Regions from separate parts of the Sus scrofa genome. Here region 1 is linked to region 2. Evidence: chromatin contacts called from public HiChIP or PLAC-seq data. All regions are on one chromosome and are shown on one strand. Each heading gives the region's core, a stretch centred on a gene start, on an enhancer-like site or on the middle of the called end of the contact. The rest is flanking DNA. Distances are from core to core; before and after follow the strand shown. Region 1 holds the start of CHCHD10 (coiled-coil-helix-coiled-coil-helix domain-containing protein 10, mitochondrial). Region 2 holds the start of MIF (macrophage migration inhibitory factor (glycosylation-inhibiting factor)).

Region 1 (4,855 bases), core at 847-3,346, 81 kb before region 2:
CTCATGGCTCAGCTTGGACTGCCCGAGGCTGTCGGATTACCCAGGATTACAAGGACACCCTCCCCACTGAGGGCACTAGTTTAGGGTGAAGCATCTCACCCCACAGTGTGACATCTATCTGCCACCCACACCCCGAAGACGATCCAATGAGGGGGACACAGCATGCTTGGGTCTAAAATAAACTCTTTTAATTGCACATTTTCGTCTCGGGTCACCTGTGGGGTGAGAGACCCCCTCCTCACTCCCTACCCCAGCTCTGTGGGTACAATCTGACATTGTAGTCGGGCTGTCAGTGAAAGGGTGGAGGTGGTGGGGGGCTGGCTCCTGAATCCACACCAGGCTCTTCAGGGAAGGGAGCTCAGACCTGCAGAGGGAGCAAGGGAGATGGCACAGGCTGGAGGTCAGCCCGCAGGTGCAGGGGGAAGGACACCCCTCCCACCCCCTGGAGCCACTGCGCTCACCATGGTTGTACTTGCACTGCTTCAGGGCCTCGCTGAAGCCCTCACACAAGGACAGGTCACTCTGGGTAGTGGAGCAGTCCAGGAACTGCCTGATCTCATAGGCGCAGGGCCCCATCTGCATGGGCTGGGGGGCAGCGTGGGCTGGGGCCTGGGGTACAGGGGAGGAGGCAGCAAGGTCAGCTAGGGGCTCGCACACAGAAGAGGACTCCACGCCTGGTGGTGCTGGCTGCCTCTACCCACACTCCCAGTCCCGCTGCCCAAAGGTCCCTGGAGGGTGAGTGACCTGGGCCAGTCTGCCCTGTTTAGCCATAGTGGCTCTGTCCTTGAAACAGGTGAACCTGCTGGTGCTGGTACAGATAGCATTCCCTGCTGCCTCATAACAGGCACACTGGGCAGGTGGAAGGGGGTGGGGAGGCGGAAGAAGGTTCTAGAAAAGTTCAGTGCTCTGCTGGAGTGCAAGCCCCACCCCCACAATTTCTAGCACCTTCCTAGCTCAGCCACACTGATCCTCATGACCCCTGACCCCGCCACTAAGCCTGAATGTGGATCAGGATTGGTAGGGTGCCTGGTGGGGGATAGGCCAACAGGGAACAGGCCCAAAGTCACTGGCTACCCTTCGCCCTTGGGTGCAGGGGCTCTGGGGCACACCTGGGGGTGGGAGAGCAGGGACTCAGGAACTTCAACATCTCTCTCTTCTACAGTGGTTAGGTGACCTTGGGCCAGTCTCTGAGCCCTAAGGGCCTTCATTTCCCCATCTTTAGAAGGCTGTTCGGTGTCTGTCCATGGAAATTTAGGGACCCTGGCCCCAGGGGAGGTGATGGGAGAGCCTGCTTGTGAGTGACCAGAGGCCAACAGTAGGGCGATGAATAGGACAAAGTCCTTGGCGGAGGAAGCTCTGGACACCTCCGACACTCCTCAAAGGACAGTCCTGGCTGGACATGCCTGAAGCTCCTGCTATGTGGCCCTGAGAGAAGGCGGTCTCAGTTTCCCTTGAGCCTAGTTGCTCACCTGCTGGGCAGCAGGCTGGGCGGGCTCTGAGCTCCCCCCACTGAAGGCTCCGGTCAGGGCGCTGCCCACGACGTGTCCCACAGCCGAGCCCACGGCTACTCCGGCAGCCGTGGACGCCATCTGCGCCATCAGGCCGGGCTGGCCCGACGGAGCGGTGGCAGGGGCTGCTGCCGAGGGCGGCGGGTGCGCGGGCAGGTGGGCAGAGGGCGCGGCGGCGCGGCTGCAAAGTAGGAGGTTAACAGGGTTAATCCTTGCCGGACTCCTGGCCGAGGGCCCCAGGTGCCTGCAGCTCGGGGGAGGCACCCTCTACCCCAGCCAGAGGGTGGGCGACCACCCGCGACTGCTGCACCATCGCCCTTCCCACGCCAAGATGGCGCAGCAGCCGCCAAGGTCACGCTGTCATGCCCTTGGGTGCCGCGTTTCCTCAGCCCCCTCCCCCTGGGGCCCTGTCCCAGTCACACCTGGCTGGCCGGGCGGCCACGCTGCGGCTCCCCCGGGGCATGGTCGCTTTGATGGGATCAGTCGAGCGACCGCGAAGGTGACGGCGGCGGCAGTTCTGGCTCGAGGACCAGCGCGGAGGCGCCTGTCACAGCCGGCGCAGCCGGGGCGGGGCCGCGGCGGGGCCACGCCCCCGGAAGGAGGAGCTGGACCCCGGGTCTTGCTGTACTTGCGCGGGTCCGTCGGTCTCTACCTTCCTGCTTCCCCTGGTGTCGGTGACCTGCGCCCTGGCTCCTGGCCCGAGCCGTGTGCGCCCTGGAGACGTGGGCCGCTGTCGCAGGGTGCCGAGGACGTACGCCGGGGCAACCAGCCTGGTCCTCCAGAGACCCCAGTGGAACGCAGGGAGCGGAGGGAGCTGGGGGCTGTCCCGAGCTCGGGGAGTAGGCACCAGGAGGCCAGGCCCTGCTCCTCTCCCTCCTATCAGACCGGCTCGCTGGCTGCGGCGTGGCCTCTGAGTCCCGGGTGGACGGACTGTGGCAGGGAAAAAGCACTCACCCAACCGCCCGCCAGAGGAGGTCTTGCGCCATCCCCCGACCCCGAATGCCCACCAGGGGGCGTCTCGACTCCTTCCCAGCAAAAGCCCAACCCGCAGCCTGCTCCCACTTAGGTGCGCTCAAGCCCGCGGTTTGGCCTTCCACCCCTCCCGATCCCTTGCCCCAAGGATGCAGCGCCAGACTCTGACAGCGTTCACGCAGTGTGTCCCTCCCAAAGGCCTTGACCTGAGCGCCTAGAGGTGTTTGAATGGGTTTGAATCCCGTGGCCTTGAATTCTAGAACCAAGAATCACCTTGGTTCTAGGCCCAGTGCAGGGCTGATGCAGGATCTTAGGATGCTGCCCAGCCCTTGAGGAACTCGAGGTTTTCAAGTTCTTCTTCTTTTTTTTTTTTTACCTGCTTTTTCGGGCTGCATATGTGCCATATGGAAGTTGCCAGGCTAGGAGTCCAGTTGGAACTGCAGCTGCCAGCCTATGTCACAGCAATAGCAACGTGGGATCCGAGCCACATCTGTGACCTACACCACAGCTCACAGCAATGTCAGACCCTTAACTCGCTGAGTGAGGCCAGGGATGTAAACCGCATCCTCATGGATACTAGTCAGCTTTGCTTCTGCTGAGCCACAACGGGAACTCCTTCATGATCTTTTCTGAGTGATTTCTCAGTGGTCATATTGTTATTGTTGGTGGGGAGGGGTCCTGACTTTTTACCCATCCTGGGTCCCCTACACCTGAGAGGCCTCCTGGCACCAGGTTTGTGGGTGGATGAAATTGCCCAGAGCAAAAGCATGGGAGGGGGTGCACCCAGGTGGGGAGATGAGGCCCCTCTGTGAGGAGATGGTGGGAGGGAAGGAGGGGAGAGGGGCCCGGCAGTGCCTGGCAGGGTTGGTTATGTCTGTACTATGTCCCTCTGTCTGTACCACAGAGTGCTCTCAGCCAGCCTGTGGGCCAGGGTCCTCCCTTGGCCCCCCCCTGGGCCTGGGCCTCAGTTTTCTCCCCTGAAGGGGGAGAGACCATCTACCTGGAGATGCAGGGAGCATGTTAAGGGTGGCTACTCTCTCATCACAGACATGCTAGGCCTGGTGGACCTCCACCTCTTTGGCTCATACAGTCCCCATCCACCTATTCCTATTTGCCAAACTAGGCTTATCAAGGTCTTCCTCTTACACGAAGCCCTCTGTGACCAGCCCATCTTGCTGTAACCATGGCTCACCCCTGTGGCCTGCCAGGTGGGTGGTTGTTACTGGAACCCCCATAACGGGTGGACTGAGGTCCCCCAAAGCATAGCCATGCACCCATAGAGGCACTTGGAGCCACTTAAGGTAGTTACACAAATGAATATTTTACTTTGTGTTTTCATAGGTATCAGAAAAAAATGTATAATTAGCTCATTAAATCCATGATTTCTTTTTATTTTATTTTTTTGTCTTTTTAGGGCTACACCTGTGGCACATGGAGGTTCCCAGGCTAGGGGTCTAATTGGAGATGTTGCTACCCGCCTACGCCAAAGCCACAGCAATACTAGATAAGAGCTGCATCTGCAACCTACACCACAGCTCATGGCAATGACGGATCCTGAACCCATGAGCCAGGCCAGGGATCAAACCCATGGTAGTCGGATTCGTTTCCACTGAGCCATGATGGGAAATCCCAATCCATTTCTTGACCAATATTGCTAACAAGAGGCTGAAGAAAGCGTTTCAATTATTTTATTTATTTATTTATTTATTGTCTTTTTAGGGCTGCATGTGGAAGTTCCCAGGCTAGGGGTTGGATGGAGCTGTAGCTGCTAGCCTACACCACAGCCACAGCAATGTAGGATCCGAGCTGCATCTGTGAACTGCCCCACACACAGCTCACAGCAATGCTGTTTCCTTAACCCACTGATCAAGGCCAGGGATTAAACCTGCATTCTCATGGATAGTAGTAGGGTTCTTTACTGCTGAGCCATGATGGGAACTCCGGTTTCAATTCTTTTTTTTTTTTGTCTTTTGTCTTTTGTCTTTTGCTGCTGTTGTTGTTGTTGCTATTTCTTGGGCTGCTCCCGCGGCATATGGAGGTTCCCAGGCTAGGGGTTGAATCGGAGCTGTAGCCACCGGCCTACGCCAGAGCCACAGCAACGCGGGATCCAAGCTGCGTCTGCAACCTACACCACAGCTCACGGCAACGCCGGATCGTTAACCCGCTGAGCAAGGGCAGGGACCGAACCCGCAACCTCATGGTTCCTAGTCGGATTCGTTAACCACTGCGCCATGACGGGAACTCCCGGTTTCAATTCTTCATATTTATTTATGTATTTTGGCCGCACCTGAGGCATGTGGAAATTCCCAGGCCAGGGGTCAAACCTGCATCACAGCAGCAACTCAAGCCACTGCAGTGACAATGTTAGATCCTTA
Region 2 (4,283 bases), core at 582-3,081:
GGTTAGCCAAGTGTCCAAGCTAGTGACAAGTGGGACTGGGAATCTAGTCCCTCCTCAGAGGCCCTCCCTGAAAGACAGCAGTGACTACTCCTGGGAAGGGAGGGTACACAAAGGCTGTCCTGATGGGGAAGGCTCCCCTCTGTCACAGTAACAACCTGAAAACCATAGCGGCTCACCCACAGGGCATTGCAGGTGTTTGTTGGAGAGGCTCTGTGTCACCCGCTGCCACATCAGAGAACATGGAACTGGGCACTAGCTTTTGGATCTTCTGCCTGGAATCATTTGCGTCACTTCTGGTCACTGGACAAAGCAAGTCACATGGCCAGATCTACCTGGGTAGGCAGGGGGAACAGACTCCTCCTCCAGGAGAGGCCAGGCCAAGAGTGATGCCAGCTAACTTAGACTAAGGTGGGATCAGGGGTGGGGGGAGAGGCGAGGATAAAGGCATAGTGGAGGGAGGCACAGTTCACTGGGAGGAGATCAGAGGTGGGAGAAAAGTCATGCACTTGGATGTGGACACCGGGAGCAGGCCATGCTGAGTTGGCTGCTGGAGCTCAGAGGAGCATCCTGGGCTGGAGACATCAGTGCATCAGTGGTAACAGAACCCTGAGCACAGAAAGACGGCTGGGTGTGGGAGTGGGGAGGAAAGTGATCTGGGCCTACCTGGAAAGCCCCACATTTTACAGAGTTATTGGCACAGCTGGGCCATGAGACCTTCCCTCTGGAGGCCAGCTGGTCCCACAAGCCTGGTGGCCTTGATCCATCATATGGCCATTGTCAAGGCCAGCAACATGCTCTGCCACCTTAACCAGACCACAACTGTCAGAGACCAAGGACAGGGCTTTCCTGGAGAGCTCTGAGACTGGCCAAACCTGCATGCCCCTTGAGTGCCAGTCCCCAGCCCAGCCCCCTGACCAGGGGTCTCCTCAGAGCAGGGGTCAGGTGGCCCTTCTGTCCAGTAATGGCAGGGCCTGCAGGCTCATCCCTGGCCCTGACCTCTTCCTGCCCCGTCATGGCTAACTTCATTCACCCAGTATTTAGTCCATGTCTTTCATATGCTTGGCACCTACTAGCTACCCGTTGAGCTGACCACTAGTGGAAGAAACAGAAAATTCACTCAGGCTGTAAGAGGGCGTCCCCAGAGGACACATCAGAGGAATTGCCCAGGGGACTCAAGTTTTGGGGTGGGCTTTGAGCTCTGTCAGACATCCCCTCCTACTCGCTGCCCCTACCCGGGGCACCACCCAGCATCCCCACCCACCTTGAGGAGCAGGGGTATAGGGAAGGCATCTGGATGGTGACTCATTTGTGGTAGCCCCCTCCCACCTGCATCAGTGACTGCGCCTCACCCCTACACATGAACACCAGCACGCCCACCCGTCCACTCAGGACAGTGGCCCCAGAGACTCAGGACACACAAGGGCTCAGTGAGAATGAGCTGGACTTCATCTACTTGTCCAGCTGTGAGCTCCTGGAGGGCCAGAAGCCACCTGCCCCCCTAACCGCAGTATCCCCGCTCCTGGCACACAGATGAGTAGATATCTGTGACTAAATAAAAGGGCTGATGAACGAGGGAAAGGCACACTTCTGGCCACGAGGTGGTGAACGGCTTTGGAGGGGGCACCCAGCCAGGGGTAGGCGGAGTAGGGTCTCAAAGTCCCGCCGTGAGGGCGGGGCCTCTGCCGGCGGTGACGTCACCAGTCGCGAAGGCCTCGCGGCCTCGGGGGCGGGATCTCCGCCGGCGGTGACGTCACGGGGCGGAACCGCAGTCGCAGTGGGCGGGGCGCCGGGCGGCGGTCACGTATCTCAGGTTCCCCTGCTTCTTGACCGCGCAGTTAGGTTCCTGTGCTCCGGGTCCCCACTGTTCCTGGCCATCATGCCGATGTTCGTGGTAAACACCAACGTTCCCCGCGCCTCTGTGCCGGACGGGTTCCTCTCCGAGCTGACTCAGCAGTTGGTGCAGGCCATGGGCAAGCCGGCGCAGGTCTGCCACGAGGGCCGGGCGAGGCGGTTCCGGGCTGAGGCTGGGGTTGGGGGAGGGGGGGCGGCGATTCCGGAATGGGGCTCCGGGCGGGGAAGGGACGCGGGGGCGGGGGGCGTCTGGGCCGGCGAGGTCACCCGGGCCGACTGACCGCGTCCCCTCCCCCGCAGTACATCGCGGTGCACGTCGTCCCGGACCAGCTCATGGCCTTCGGAGGGTCCAGCGAGCCGTGCGCCCTTTGCAGTCTGCATAGCATCGGCAAGATCGGCGGCGCGCAGAACCGTTCCTACAGCAAGCTGCTGTGCGGCCTGCTGGCCGAACGCTTGCGCATCAGCCCGGACAGGTGCGTGGGCGCCGAGGGCCGGGGAGCACGCGGCCACGGCGGCCGCCCAGTTGCCCGCTCAGCCTCGCTTCCTTCTCCGCAGGATCTACATCAACTACTACGACATGAACGCGGCCAATGTGGGCTGGAACGGCTCCACCTTCGCCTGAGGGCCGCACCCCAAGACTCCTTTGCTCTCGGCCTGGCGCCGCCGGCTCTGTTTTCTGCCTGCCTCGCCCCTAGCGACCCCAGCTCCCGGAAGAGAGAAATAAACGGTGTGGAGATGGCTGCCTCCGGCTTCCTTGACTAGCGGAGGAATTGGTGAAGGGCCGGGTCAGTGACAGGGGTCCGAGGCCGGGAGGGGCGCCCCCAGAATGAGCTGTGGGGCGCCTTCCCCTACCCTTTGCCAGCAGAAGGCCCCACTGAGGTTGGCATCCTTCCAGAGGCCACAACCCAGGAATCAAATTCGAATCGGGAATCCATAGTCTGTCCCCCACCCTCTCTCCTGCCGAGGCACCACGTGGGCTAGGGTTGGCGGGCAAAGGGGGAGTAATCCAAATCCGGGTGAGGGCGCCCGCTCCACCTCAGGAGTCATTCTCTGCCAAGCTGGTGCTTCAGTGTCTTGACTTAGGAAATCCCATTGTTTTGGAACTTTAGGATGGTTTTCAAGTGTGGGACAGAGGCTCCAGGAGGTGGATTCTGGTTATGCTGCCCTGTCCACCCCAGTTCCAGGCCTGGGTAGGGCTCCCTTCAGGCACCCAGGCCCTTAGGAATAGCAGTTCCCTGAGGGCATACTCCTATAGTTTGGGTGCCATTCATGTTTTCTAGTGCGCAGCAAGTCCGGAAAGCCTGCAGGTGGCTAGTTAACCCCACTAGGACGCTGAGGATTTGATCAAGAACAAAATCAGTATCAAGGTGCAATAGGACAGTTTCCTGGCTTAGGATCCTTTCTCCAAGTGCAGGGCCTTGCTCCCTTGTGGGGTGGTGACAAGGTACTGGGCAGTCCTCCAGCCAGGAGGTGCTGCTTGCCCAGGCCAGTCACCTTTAGGCTGAATGCCTCACTGCCCCACAGCAGGAGATCCTCCATGGACCTGCGCAGCAACTCCAAGTTGAGGCCCAGCCCTGAGCACTGGGGACTTAACGTGCCTGGAGTTGGCGTCCCTTGATCAGAGCCGGCACCTGTGTCTTGGCTAAAGTGAAGAGCCAGCTCTGCCCTTCCTGCACTGCCCACCCTGTGGGAGAAGCCCAGTTCATTGCAGCTGCCTGCAGAGAGAGGCTCTTCCAGCCCCATGAACCCCGTTCCTGGGGGCCTAACCTCTGGACCCCTGGCCCTGCACCTGAGACCCCTTGTTCTGCCTCAGCCCCTGAGATAGACAAGAACATCCTAGATAGAGGTGGTTTTTTAAATTCCACAGAATTGAAGTGAACCGTTTTTGGAAGGTGAAGGACTCTGGGGAAGAGGGTAACCGCCTGAGCCCAGCCCCTGGAGCGCTTTCCTTCTGATGCTGGGAGTGAGGAACAGGCCTGCCTCTGAGCCATAGGCAGTAATAAGGCCCACCTTGTTCCTGTACATGTGCTGGAGCCTGGGGTGGCCACAGGCTCCTTCCTTGGGCCCACTGCCAGTCACCTAGCCTGTGTGGCACACTGTGGCATCAGTGTGAACTCCTGTTACGCAGGGGCAGGAAGCTTCAGGAGCCCAGCCCAGGCTTGTAGCAGAGGACAGATCACACCTACCCTTGGATTATGGCACCTTCTGAACAGCCCAGGCCCCAGGCTGCTTAGCCCAGTCTGTCAGCTCCATCCGCTGACATCTACCCCAACCCCTCCGTCTCTGGGGTGGTCCAGCAGTCTGGCTCCGGGGGTACTCTCAGCCCCCAGTCAGCTCCCTGGGCAGTGAGGATTTACTTCTAGAACAGTGGGGACAGTTGTGACCTTAGAAGAATCAGCTCCAGGGAGTCTGGAGGATGTGGCCCGTCTTTG

Evidence for each region. HiChIP or PLAC-seq counts read pairs in DNA pulled down with a chosen protein or histone mark.
Region 1: an H3K27ac HiChIP or PLAC-seq map of alveolar macrophages shows a contact between it and region 2. The contact joins the promoter of CHCHD10 here to the promoter of MIF in region 2. A contact is called at or near these places in 1 of 5 promoter capture datasets (liver), 4 of 47 Hi-C or Micro-C datasets (blood, liver, retroperitoneal adipose tissue and 1 more) and 2 of 2 datasets of contacts at active chromatin or transcription factors (alveolar macrophages and skeletal muscle).

The regions. Positions count from the first base shown.
Region 1 is chr14:49,918,841-49,923,695 of Sscrofa11.1, reverse strand. It overlaps CHCHD10 (coiled-coil-helix-coiled-coil-helix domain-containing protein 10, mitochondrial), which reads right to left and starts at 2,096. Exons shown (of 4, transcript XM_001929468.4): 1 at 1,931-2,096; 2 at 1,470-1,689; 3 at 462-609; 4 at 167-364. The coding sequence starts at 1,971. The coding sequence ends at 345.
Region 2 is chr14:49,838,611-49,842,893 of Sscrofa11.1, reverse strand. MIF (macrophage migration inhibitory factor (glycosylation-inhibiting factor)) reads left to right here and starts at 1,831. Exons shown (of 3, transcript NM_001077213.2): 1 at 1,831-1,984; 2 at 2,152-2,324; 3 at 2,407-2,591. The coding sequence starts at 1,877. The coding sequence ends at 2,473.